Regions from separate parts of the Mus musculus genome. Here region 2 is linked to region 1. Evidence: chromatin contacts called from public HiChIP or PLAC-seq data. All regions are on one chromosome and are shown on one strand. The core of a region is the stretch at or near the end of the contact, and the rest is flanking DNA. Distances in the headings are between cores, read along the strand shown.

Region 1 (6,643 bases), core at 1,488-3,987:
TCAAACAAACAAACAAACCACAATAAATTAAATAAACACTTCTCACCAGGGCTCACTTTGGCCTATTAGCCATAAGCATCTCAAAAAGACAGAGTGTTCTGATGGCTAACCACTTCCCATCCTCTGAAGCAGCAAAAAAATATGGGAGAGTTTTGTTTCCATAACTTCAAGTATTTGGTTTCTCAAGGCCAATGACTAGAAAATAAAGTCAGCAAGCAACAGAAGTCTTGGGTCAGGGTCACATGCAAGAGACCTAGAGATGGGTATAGCATATCTGCATTAATGTTATTATTAATCTTATATTAATTAGTACTTATCTTATAATCACATTACAGTGTTTTTATTTTATTTTTGCTGAAGTCACAGATGAAATGCTTTGTAAATATATTATTAACATTATTTCTATTTATTATTTTAAAAATCTACCAACACAAAATATTTTTTAATTGGGGAACTATGTCATCAGTAGTAGAAAAATGGAGAAAGTCACCCTAAATACACACACACACACACACACACACACACACAGTCCTCACCCTCTGAGTGCGTGCCCTGGAGTCACACTGTTTGATGACTCCCTAGGAACAGGCAGGTACAGAGAGAAGAGTACAAACAGAAGGTTAGAATCCAGCTAAGTTCCCACAGGACTAAGTTACTTTAGGACACCATGTCTCTGTCTATTCCTGGAGTGTCTGTGAGAATCAAAGAAAGAAAATCCTGCTCCTACTGGAATCTGTCACAGCTGACAGAGGTAGGTCTGGTCTCCGACGAGTCCGCAGGTCTGGTCTCGGACTCTGCAGCCCTGATTACCCGAGAACATACACGGCACTACCTTCACACGAGTTCAGGCCTTCATGAAAGAAGGAGAGCACACAAGGAGGAGGGGCACTTGGCACTCAGCGTGGATTGCTTAGAGGTCTTGTCTTTGCATGCTTAGAGTCAGCTTTCCTCAATCTGGCTGTCAATTGCCACCCAGTTCCATTAGAGTCATTTGCTCTCTCTGCCTCTTCTATGAGTCAAAGAGGAAGTGGGCTTGGTGCCACCATCCAGGGACAGACAAGGACCCTTAGCCCTTAAGGGAGACACTGAACAAATTCCAGTTTTCACATAGTGATCTTCAGAAGGAGTTCTCATTCTTGGCTTTTAACTCAGTGCTTCTGGGGGATATGTGTGAGTGAATACAGCTGGAAACTACTATAACTTTGCCTTGCTTCTGCCTGGCCTCTACTGCTAACTTCAATGCGAGGGGACCTGTTTGCAAAGCACTACCATGAGCCCAAGGGTCTTTCTGGACCTTTCTATGGCTTAGATTTTTAAAAACCTACTTTAATAAGTGTTCTCAAACACTTTGACGCCCTTTCTAGCCTACCATCCAAAGGTAGGAGAGAAAAGACAGTAAATAGGACAAGGGAATGTGGACCTGTTTAGAAGTAGCTCTTTGGGGCGATTCCAATCCTCATTGTCAATGGACCAACCACCCAGTTCAGTAGTGTCAGGATATCAAACATGAATCTGCAGTAGCAGGCATGATCCAGCAGAAACAGCCAGGCCTCTGATGAGTTGGCACAAGTCAGCAGGGCAGGATGTGTGTGAAGGGGTTTGGAGTGGCCAGAAACAGTTGGAATGCCACGAGAAGTTCTCTGCCATCTCTCTCTCTCTCTCAATGAAGTGAAGATCAGCAAAGATCAAGAAGTGTTGTAAGGCTGGCTATGCAGTCACCCTGTCACTGTCTGTTGGGTCCTACTTATACTCTCTCCAAATATCATGTGTCCTTTCATGGGTCTGCTTCAGCAAAAGATCACATGAATCTTCCTGACACAACCAGAAATTTCCACATCAGCCTTCTGTCACAGAAAAGGTTTCACTGAATAGCTGTGGTGATACATAGCTATAATCCCGGCATTCCTGAGGCTGGAGCAGGGGGACCCTGTCTCACAAAAACAAGAGCGGTGTGAGTGCTCAGAGGTAGAAGAATACGTGCCCGGCATTCAAGACGTCCTGTAGGTTCAAGCTCCAGAAGTAAAAAAAAAAAGAAAAAGAAAAAAACAGAGCCCAGTTTGGTGGCTCACACCATCTACTCAGGAGGACGAGGCAGGAGGATTGAAAAGCCAAGGCTGTCAGAGCTACACAGTGAGTCAGAAGCTGTATGGAACAATTTAGCTAGGCCCTGTTCTAGAAGAAAGAGTAGAGAAAGGAATGTGGGGGCTAGGATCGAGGCCAGTGGTAGAGCACTTGCCTTGCTTGTGTGAGACCCTAGGTTTGTCTCTCGTGTGCTCCTGCAGGCGAGAATCCTCTGAAGGGAAAGTCTGTGAAGAGGAATGAGGGCAGATAACCTCCCTGACTATTATTACCAACTAGGATTCTCCTACGTGGCTTCAGTTCTGTGTCCTCCCTGCTCTGGGACATCCCTATTCCCATAATCCCATTTCACAGTCCTCTCTGTCCAACGGTCCTCCAACTCCATGGCCCTCCCCCAGTCTTGAGGCCTTGCTCTCCTGTCCTGTCCAGTCTTTACACTGCAGGCCGTTCCCTTTCTGTCCTGTTCCTTCCTTGCTCCCTCCCATTGCTTCCTCCTGTCCCCTTTTCTGACATGGATATTATTTCTGACCTCCTAATTTCCCCCTCTCACCTCTTCCATAAAAGGGATAAGCCTCACCATTGCTGACCAACACGGTCTATTTTTTGCTCACACAGGCTCTCCACTCAACACTGCCAGTGTGCATCAGGTTCCGATAAGACCTTAGCGAGTAGAGAGCCCGCCCTGAAAATAAACACTCACTTCCTCCTGTGAAGGGCCATTTAGTAGTACAAAGAACTCTTCTTCTAAAAAGCAAACTATTTCTACACCAGTAAGCTCAAAGATAGTGGTCTGAGGTCAGCCAATAAATGCTCTGGGCTGTTCAGAGGCTGGTGGTGTAGAAGGCGCTGAGTTGAAGCAACTCTCACAGACTTGGTCCTAGAGAAGCCAGGGGAGTGAAGGCACAGCGTCAAGACACAAACAAACAAATCCTGGGTGGCTTGTGCTCCTCATCCTCTTATTTGCTATGTTTATCTTACATCACTTGTTACTCTCTGATATGCCCCATATTTTATCCTTTGGTTTATTACTAGTGTGTGTATTGCTAAACAAGAGAGATTTCATATTCTCCACCCCTAAAGATCTCAAAGTATGTGTAGTGTCTCCCCTCCAACCCCAGCGCTAGGAGGCTGATGCAAAGGAGCCGGAGGCCAGTCTGGGCTGCACAGAGAATCCCAAGCCAGTCAGAGCTCTATGTCAAGACCTTGCCTCAACAAAGCACAGAGCCATGAGGATGGCTCCATATGTAAAGCACTTGTGGCCATGTCTAATGACTTCAATTTGATACCTCAGACCTGCAAGGCAGGTGGAGAGAGCCGACTCCCAGAAGCTGCCCTCTGCCGTCCACACGTGCTGTCTGCCATCATGTGTACCCACACACGTACACACAATAAATAAAATACAGCACAAAGTTTTTAAAAAACTGGAACAAAATCTTACCACATTGCTTGTTGTCTTGGAGCTGATGTGGGGCCACTGGCTTTTCACCTGAGGGGGCATCCCCAGGGCCTCAGCAGAAAAGGAAGCCTCAGTCTAGACAGAGGTGGGCAGGAAGGTCTTAAGGGTTCAGTGTGGGTGTGGGAGCCGGGCCTCTTCTCTGGCTCTACTGGATGACCTTGAACATGTGACCTTCCTTTTCTGAGCCCTGCTTCTTCAAAATGACCTTTGGGGTTGTCCAAAAGTTGAAGTGAGAAAGCAAGGCACAGATCTACACAGTTCTTTTCCTCAGCCTAGGAGAGCAAAACATTGTGTAGACAGGGTACAAGGACAAACATCAGAACTTATACTTCTGTCCTTCCCAAGTGCTAAGGACAGGGGCTTCCTATAGCGCCACAGCTAAGTGTGTGTGTGCACTTAATTACCAGGTCAGTTTCCCCCCAAGCCGTTTAATTCCTACACAAAGCAATTCTGAATTTAACACAAATTAGATGCCCATAAATACTACCCCCTCTTATTCCCAGCTGCCCCATGCCTGGCAGGGACATAGAAGGAGCGACCACATCCTCACTTCTCCCTTCTACTATAGGAGTCCAGTCCATTTCCTCCCACAAAGTGTAGTGACCTACATGACTAAGTCATTAGCTGGCTCCCCTCCCCTCCCACCACACTCATCTCCAGCCCTCCAGTACTTCTGAGAAAGCTCTTAGAAACACTTAGACAATTTTACAAGCTACTACAGCCATCTACTTAATGTGTCTCTTTCTTCTTTGCCCCATAAATATATTTTCAAGTATATGAAACAAGCACCTTTCCTCTAGGGCAGAGGAAAAGAACAAAAGACACAGCAGAACAGGAAGAAACACGGAGCCAGCCAGCAGGACCCTGGCAGCCTAGCAGGGTTTGCTGGGCATGAATAGACTTCCTGGGGCCTGTGTGAAGATGGTTGTGAAGATTGGCCAAGGAAGGGAGTGGGCTTCCAAGGTCCCGTGTGCCTCCAGGTCTTCCTGTTTGGTCAGCTTGAACCCTAGGTAAAAATGGAGACCTTTGAGATTAGTCCTGGGACTCTAGCTGGGATTTTATTGGGAGATGAGGGGGTAGGGGGCATGCGTGCTTTTATTTGAGTCGTTGATTGTTTACCACTCTAGAGGCAAGGCAGTGCAGCCTGGCAGAATAGAGGCGATGAATGAGAGAGATGGGAGTCTCGTGGAAGAGCTGGCTTCACTCAGAGCCCACCTCTGAAGGTTAAGAGGGGTTACTGAATAAAGGGCACAATGACAAGGACAAGCCTCAGGTGCTTCCAAAGCTGCACCTGACAGGCAAGCTGCACATTACAGAGACGTGTCCCATCTTGGAGGTGTATAAAGGAATCACAATAGAAGGTTGTAGTGAAAAATCTCAAGTCAACTCACTCCTATCTGCTACACTCCTGAGGACGGCAAAAACACATTACAAGAACAATTCCGTGTTTGAAGAGACTGAGGTCACAAGTCTTGTTTCCTTGGAGTTTTCTCCCAAGCACTCAGAATCCTCCTCACAAGACTCCATTCTTGGACAGTGGTCAAACACCTGCTGTTACCATAGGTAGGCCTGGAACTGGCACTGCTGTTCCTGTTAACAATTCCATATGCCGGGTCTGCAAGATGGATCAGGAGGTAACAGAGCTTGCTGTCCAGCCTGAGTTCAGTGCTCAGAACCTTTGTGATAGGACATCACCAACTCCTGCAACCTGTCTTCAGACCTCCACACACACTAGATAGATAGATAGATGTCGCGTCCGCTCTCGACCAGCAAGAACAACACGACCACCAGTCCTTCTAACAACAGTTTATTCAGCAAACTCCAATCTTCATCTCTCTCGCTTCAGCTTCAACTTTATCTCTCTCAACTTTATCTCTTTCCTCATCTATCTCCCCCGAACCCCGGGCCTCTCACTCTTATATACTCTCAGTCCCCATAAACTCACAGCAGGCCACGTCACCTCACCAGGCACGCAGCTTCAGCCAATCAGGGTGGCAGGGGCATGTCTCCACCAAATATGGACTTGTTTAAACCGCCAGCATCATGGTGCACCTGTGCAGCTCTCACGATGGTCGTGGCTTATTTTCAGGTGTATGAGGAAGTCAGGTGCAAGTCATAAGACTTAGCTGCAGTCCCTGGCGCCTTCTTGGGACTGCTGCCACACCCGATCCTCACAGATAGATAGATAGATAGATAGATAGATAGATAGATAGATAGATAGATAGATAGATAGATAGATAGATAGACAGACAGAGACAGACAGACAGATAAAATAATTTTTAAAAATAATTGTGTATGTAACTTACTACTGAGTTTGGGAAAGTACACCTCTAGACACAGCCATAACAACCCAGATGAGGTTATGACTTTTTTCCCATGCAGTATTGGGGATCCCACTCAGAACCTCAACCAATTAGGCAAGGACCCCACCATTGAGCTTCATCCCCAGCCCTATACACCAATCACTATTAATTCATCAGAAACTTCTTATCAAAGCATACCTAAGTCCTCCTAAGTCAAAACACACATCCCCACTCTGGAAGCCACCATCAATTCATTCGCCTACCCTTGACCTTAGCCTACATGGGACCATGCAGAAGATACTCTTCAGTGTGAGGCTCTCGCTCTCTCGCGTGTGCTCTCTCTCGCTCTCTCTTGCTCTCTCTCTCTCTCTGGCTATGCCTACAAGAGCCACTCCAGTTGCTCCATATAAAGAAGTCTGTTCTCTTTATCACTATATGGTACCCACACACACCAGTACGGATGGCTTATCTATTCCAAGTTGTTGGCATTTGGGTGGATTCCAGCTTGAGATTGTTGCGAACATTTGTTAGCCTTGTCTGGATAGATGTACCCACATATGTCTTGTGGTACTGGGGGGAGTTCCTCATTTCTAAACAAGACCTACGTTCAGCATTTTCAGGTAACTGATGAACAGGTTTCCCAAGCGCTTGCACCTCTCTACAGTACATCCTGTCTCAAAGGGGCAGGACTAAGCTTTGGTTATAAAAGGAAATATATTCCTGCGATCACTCTGCATACTTAGTCCTCATACATAAGCCAAGGTTCCACCCATTACTTGTGATAACTGGAGCCTGAGGTACTTAC
Region 2 (6,643 bases), core at 1,917-4,416, 100 kb before region 1:
GTCAGCTTAATGCCATTGGAAGTCTGGGAGATTCAGTCAATGGCTTCTCTGCTCATATCCCCTTTGAGTGAGTGCCTGTGTAGATGAGCAGACTCTGTAGAGCCCAAAAGCCAGAGTAGAAAGGTAAGCACACGGACACTGAGAAGAGTGGTCTGAAGGCAGCCAACAGCCTGCCTTGGCAGCAAGCAATAGGTATGAACTTGCAGGGTGATGGGCCCTCACCAGTGGGGTAGCAGTGGAGCTAAGATCCAAAGGACTCAGACAGGGGCATTCCCTGTGGAGGAGCAGCTCAAGCAAAAGTTGAGGATGGCCTAGTAAGCTTAGTGAGTAACTGAATAAGCTCTGTGGAGGAGGCATGAGAAGGCTGGAGAGACAGATGTGGGCACAGTGGACCGGTGTGGGTGGCATGATGGTCACCAGACACTTTGAGAAGCCACGGAGGAATTAGAAGCAAGAAAGTGAAAGGATTTGATTTCCACTTTTTGAATTAATCAGTCCATTTTGTTTCTTTTCAGGTGAGGTCTCCATGTGTAACCCAGGCCGGCCTCAACTTGGCAAATCTCTTCAGCCTACCAAACGCTAGGATTACAAGCATGGGTCACTTTTAATTTTAAAAACAACCACCCTCTCTCAGTTTAGAATGGCCAAGAGTCATGGTGGAACACTCTTGTAATCCTAACTCAGGAGGAAAAGGTGGTAAGATGGCAAGTTCAAGGCCAGCCTGTGCTATACAATAAGCCTCAGACGGAAAACAAATCAAGTTGGTAAAGATGTGGGAAACAGAAGATGTGCATATTTTCTGGAGGAAATACAGGTCAATCCAGACCCTAAGGGGAAAGATGTGGCAACATTTATCAGAAAGGAAAGTGTACAAACCCTTTGGCCCAGTACATTTCTTCCATGTATTTATCCACAGTATTTCAAAATTAGTATGGACAAAGTTATTCCTAGAAACTTTACGTGCTATTGCCAAAGCCTGAAGATCTGCATATCAAGAGAGCACAAGCACAGGGATTTCGAGGCTTCGGCCATGCAGTTAGAGTTGTTCAGGGGTACACAGGTCCCTGAAATGCACAGGTGACACTCTTTGTTGTTGCTGCTGTTTGTCTTCATTTTTTATTGCATTTATTTGTTTGTTTGTTACGTGTATGTGTGGCATGTGTATCTGTGCTCGTGTACACATGCTACATGTGTGGAGGTCAGAGGACAGTTTGTGAAAAATCGGTTTTCTCTTTCCCTCATGTGGGTCCTGGGGGTTAAACCCAGGTTTAATTGAGCTCTGTGGTGAGTGCCTTTAACCACTGAGCCGCTACTGGCCCCATTATTGCTCTCTCTCTCTATCTCTCTCTATCTCTTTCTCTCTCTCAGTGTGTGTGTGTGTTTGAGACAGTCTCATTCTGTACCCAGGCTGGTACCACATAGTACCCAAATTGGCCTAAAACTCATAGCAATCCTCCTGCCTCAGACTCCTCCTAAGTGCTAGGCTCGCAGGCATGAGCCACCATACTTTACCTCACAAATGCCATTTTTAAAGCAGAGAGCATGCTTACAGTGTACCATCTGTGTGGGTGTAGTGTGCATACCTGTGTGACAGGGTATAGTGTATACAGCTTTGTGTTCTGCTGTGTCATTCTGGAGCCCCTGGGAAGTGAACATCTAGGCAGATCTAGAAACACAGATCTGTTGAGGAAACTTTAGCTGTGTTGTCCAGTTTGAGGAAACTGAACTGACATTGTTCAGAACTTGACAGCCATGTTGGCCTAATAAGGTTAAACTGATTTTCCCCATCTGTACAGGAGAAATCACTGTATTCAATATGTAAGTTCTTATCGCCCACGGTTTTGATTACAGACACTAATGAAGTACTTTAGAAATGCAAAGAAAAGTATACTGGGGACATGGATCCAGAGAACAAGTTGCTGCGTGTGAGCATGGTTGTGTCAGGGGTCTCCAGGAGGAGCTGAACCACAGAAGGAACAAGCATTAGAAGGAGTTGAAAGGTAAGCCCGGAAGGCCAGCAGCAGCCATCTTTACAATGAAGGATGAGCAACTGTCTGTTCCCTATACCACATAACGGCTGTAGTAACCAACATGCTACTACAGGCCGGGAAGATGCTTGGAGAGCATTGGTCTTTAGTCCATGGAAAAAGGGTGAAGATTCTGTTATCAGTGCAAGACAAAGGCAGTCGTATAACACCAACAGAGTGGATGAACTTGCCAGCAAGACACCAAGGCAAGCAGGCTAAGGCCCAAAGCTTTTCCCTTGGACCTCTTTATATTTTGGCTGACATGGGAAGATGCTTCCACACTTGGGGTGGGTCTTTGGTAGAACATACACAAGAAAATAGAAAATCCCCATGGGTATGCCCAAGCCTTGTTCTCTGGTTATTTCCAGATCCAGAGAAGCTGACAAGTAAGAGCAACCATCACAGGGAGGAGGAAGGAAAAGCTTGGGACAGTAGAGAAGGGGGAACCAGGAGGGAGGATTGAAGGGTAGAAGAGAAGAGGGAAGGGGAGGGGGCAGTCTTTAGTGAAGCCCAGATCTAACTTAGCGCCAGAAGGAGCTGCCTGTGTTAGGCTCTGGTGAAGCTCCACCCTGGTCCCTGTCACTGGCTGAGAGCTTCCTGGAGAGAGCAGTGACATCGGCAGAGGTTCCCACAGTGCAGCAACAGCAGCTGGAGGCTGGACGGTGGAGGGATAAAATCGTACATATTTAATACAATGATTTCCCCTGTACAGATGGGGAAAACCATCAGGTTAACCATTAGACCAACATGGCTGCTCATTTCTGAACAATGTCCTCTCAGCTTGGTGACTTCTCCCCCAAACACAGCCAAAGTTTCTCCAACTAAGGACACTCCTCAAAGCAGGCTGTCTCGGGAAGATAAATGAAATCAAACTACTTAGGAATAAAAATAAAAATTTTAAAAAACCCTTTAATCAGGGAATTGATAACAGCTGAGAGCAGAGACCAGGAACACAGTCAGCTGTGGCATCCAGGCTGGACACGATGGTGACTGGGACGCTAGCCAGGGCAGTGGAGGTGAGGGTGTGGAAGGGCTGGGAAGAGAGAGAGGGCTCTTGCTTGACTCCTGGCCTGGTGCCACTCGCCACAGGAGCAGCAGTTTCAGGACAATGTGGAGGAGGAGGCAGGGAACTCAGGGCTTGGCTTTGGACGTGTTGAGTCTGACATTCCCATGAGTCATCAAGCCTGAGGCCTCCCTCATGGGGAGTGGGATCTGAGTCTGGAGCTTAGAGTCACCAGGGCAAGAAAGGACACAAGTGTCCCTCTAGCAGGAGAGAAACGCACGCAGAGGCCTGGCAGGTAGAAGCCACAGATTGCTCCAGCCCGAGACTGGCATGATGTGATTTCTATCTAGAGAGAGCTCTGGTACTGACATAGCAGATAGATCCCAGGAAGGCCAGTCAGCTCTGATCTATTTTCTGCGAATATCATGGACTGGATAATTTATAATGAAGGCGGGTGGTACGACATTATAGAATAAACTGAGAGCCTTCTCACAGACGGTGAGGGTCTGTGGAGTTCCAAGATGGCTGCGGAAACCCTGTGGTGAGAGGGGTGCCTACACATCAAACCTACCCTAGGAATCACGCATTGACCGTGGTTGGGGCTAATCCATGACAGGTCTGAGCTGCTGATGAGGATAACACCCTGGGATGTAATTATCTCCCAAAGGGCTCACCTCTTAATACCTGAGAGGAAAGAATTTCAACAGGCGGGAACGTTCAAGCCTTAGCAGATACACAAGGAGCTGAGCAACCATGGAGCTGATGGGGGACAGAGGAGAGCTGAGCAACCATTGGACTGATTCAGGGGTGGGGGGAGCTGAACAACCATTGGACTGGTAGGTGGAAGGAGGACTTGTTCTGAATGAGAACTAGATGTGAGTGTGTTCACAGACCTAGAATAATGAATGCCCAGCTTTCCAGGTTGAACCACTGTATGAGCAATGGAGTCATGCCTCCATTCCCCATTTTGTTCTTCCCGTAGGCCCCCTGGTCCTCTTGCCTTCAGTCTTTTCTCATATCCATCTTTGGCATGCCCCTAAGATTCATCCTGCAGCTCCCCACCGTGAAAAGTGCCAGTGGCCTGTCGCCTGGGGAGTTGGTGGCCTGTTGCCTGGGAAGTTGGTGTTTAGGTCCTTAGTTAGGCTTCACAGTGCTTACATTCTGATCACTGAGATATCTCTCTTCTTTCCAAGAAAAGGTGCTTCCTCGCCATAGAGACCCCTTCCTTAAATCACTCTCAGGGAGCCGCGGGCCACTTGGTTCCCGTTCCTCAGCTCTCACAGTGCCTGTGGGCCTTTGTCACACAGCAGCACTGCTGGAATGAATGGGCTCTGGTTTCTTCGCTTTCCTTATTAACCTGTTCTTAGAACAGACAGAGACTCGTATCTAGGGTGTCCTTCACGGAGGATGGCCAGGCTGTCTCCATGGGCTCCGAATCTCAGCTCTGTTTTCATGGCTGTGGGTCACAGTGGCTGGAGATGTCTTGGACCACTCTGGACTTTGGAGGCTGTCAATGGTTGCATTGTATCTGTCTTGGAAGCCTTACAAAGGCATCTTGCTTGTAATAGAGGATGCTACTACTGCAGTTAGCACATCACATCCAAAGCAAGTATTAGGAGCGCAGGAATCCTAACAGCACAGTAGCAAGCCATTGTTTCTGCTCATGGATAAACTTGGCAAATCTGAGTTGAGAACCCAGTAGAAGGGCCTTTGATGCCTTAGTATAGGGAAGGCCTTCTGACAAATGGTTGACTACTGTCCTCATGGCTGGCCCAGAGTCCCTGTCTGCTCAGCATAGAGTATCTGACATGGCTCTGTGGACCTGCCCACTCTGAAGGTTGAAGAACTGGGCAGTCCTTCAGTTTCCTGCTTTACAGTTGAGTAAACTGAGATGGCCAAGAGCTTTCCATTTTACCAGCACAAGTAAAAGGTGTGTGTGTGTGTGTGTGTGTGTGTGTGTGTGTGCACATGCTTGCACTATGTGGTCAGGTACAGTTAGATGGAGATTTTCAAGGTGGTGAGAACTTTGAGAGTTAGGGGTGTTTGAGAGCTGGCTTAAGGACAGGCTGTGTCCATGATGCCATCAGGGGCAGGGCTGTAAAATGCTTCCCAGGCTAAACAAAAAGAAAAAAGCATAGCGTCCTATGTTCCCAGGGAAGCTGGGCTCCACTGAGGTAACTATGTGTTCTCCATTAAATGTCTTAAGCAAAGTCCTGGCCATACTAGTCTGAGTGTTCCTGCAGCCCCAGGAATGGAGGTTGCATCTTGGTGATCTGAGCCTTGAAAGAGAGTCTATTTCTTCCAGCTTTGTTTATTCTTTTTCTCATTGTTGTCTGAAATACCTGACAAAAAGCAGCTTAGGGGACCAGGCCTTTGGTTTTGGCTTACAGTCTGTCGTGGCAGGGACTAGGTGGCAGGAACATGAGGCAGCTGGTCACATAGGGCAGCTGGTCACATTGCATCTGCAACCAGGTGTCAAAGAGATTTAAGCTGGACCCCAGCCCACTGAATAGTGCCCCACCCCATTCAGGGTGGGTATTCCCTCTTCAGTAAAACCTTCTGGAAAATGCCTCACAAACATGTGAGCATGTGCATGAATGAGTGTGAGTGCTTGAGACAGGACAACCTGGCAAGACTGTGGGGTGCCTGCCATCCTCTGGATGGGCAGAGTATGCAGGGAAGAAACAGCCTACTGTGGGCTGGCAGGGGAGGTGGCCTGTGTTCCTCGTGCTCCTCCCAGGCATTGCCTCCCTCTGCCAGCTGGCAGTATTACTGAAGTGGTGGCCGCAGTTCCTCAGGCTCTAACAAGGTGGTCTGCAAGGCTAGGGGGAGGAGAGGGAGGTAAGCCTCCTTACCGGGTTGAGTCATGGCTGTAACTTATCAGCACAGTGACAGGAGTTTTGTTTTTCACTCAAAGGAAGTCTTTGTTTGAATGGCTAAGTGAAAAGTATGATGCATACACATAATCAAAACCCTACTGCAGGGAGTGAAAAAATCAGCCTTTATTGTGTGAGCAATTGTATATTTCTGAAAGCCAGAGTGTATGATTTAAAGCATAGAATCTAAAGTCTATAGACTTAGAATACTGATTGAATGGTGAATGTGTGTGTGTGAGAGGGGGGGGGGGAGAGGGGGAGAAGGGGAGAGAGGGAGAGGGGTGTAGGGAGAAGGGGAGCTTGGGGGGCCTGAGTATTATGGGCACAGGGCAGAGGGTCCTCCCAGGAAGAGGCTCTATCTTCACCTCTGACCCTCAGAAGGACCCAGTAAATTGTAGGGCACATCCTGGTTACCTTGAGGAGGTGACTCAGAAAAGGCTGGCCAGGCTGTGAGTGTGGTCTCTCTGAGCCACAGCAAGTTCTGAGAGAAGCTGACTGGACTCTTCCCTGTGGACTTTCTGTCAGTCACAGCAAGCCTTGGTGACTTTGAGCATATAGACTTGGAGCTCTTGCCTTTGAGGCCACACCTAGATTTAGGTGCCCACTGATCCCTGTGGTGCTCCCTGCAGTGCTCCCTTAATTCCTAGGGCTTGAACAATTGCTGCCCTGTTAGCTACCACAGCCACAGGGCCTTGACAGTGTTACTACTCAAGAAATGGTCTTCATGTGTGTGTGTG

What was found. HiChIP or PLAC-seq counts read pairs in DNA pulled down with a chosen protein or histone mark.
Region 2: an HNF4G HiChIP or PLAC-seq map of pancreatic cancer cells shows a contact between it and region 1. The contact joins two enhancer-like sites. A contact is called at or near these places in 8 of 39 promoter capture datasets (3T3-L1-derived adipocytes, the C10 cell line, the HPC-7 cell line and 4 more), 8 of 484 Hi-C or Micro-C datasets (the AML12 cell line, the AtT-20 cell line, B cells and 5 more), 7 of 115 datasets of contacts at active chromatin or transcription factors (the 230-238 cell line, embryonic forebrain, embryonic stem cells and 2 more) and 1 of 9 other capture datasets (embryonic stem cells).

Annotation. Positions count from the first base shown.
Region 1 is chr15:36,816,390-36,823,032 of GRCm38.p6, reverse strand. All of the region lies in intron 1 of Gm34472 (a long non-coding RNA gene), which reads left to right. Among named protein-coding and RNA genes, the nearest start is that of Gm41298, 23 kb to the right of the region's middle. Within about 2 kb of position 2,737, at least 41 of the 459 cell types and tissues checked have an H3K27ac peak or open chromatin away from gene starts, as enhancers often do. A contact at or near this core is called in pancreatic cancer cells, where this site is marked.
Region 2 is chr15:36,920,839-36,927,481 of GRCm38.p6, reverse strand. It overlaps Gm41300 (a long non-coding RNA gene), which reads left to right. Exons shown (of 4, transcript XR_875158.3): 2 at 1,852-2,000. Among named protein-coding and RNA genes, the nearest start is that of Gm41300, 7.6 kb to the left of the region's middle. Within about 2 kb of position 3,166, at least 64 of the 459 cell types and tissues checked have an H3K27ac peak or open chromatin away from gene starts, as enhancers often do. A contact at or near this core is called in pancreatic cancer cells, where this site is marked.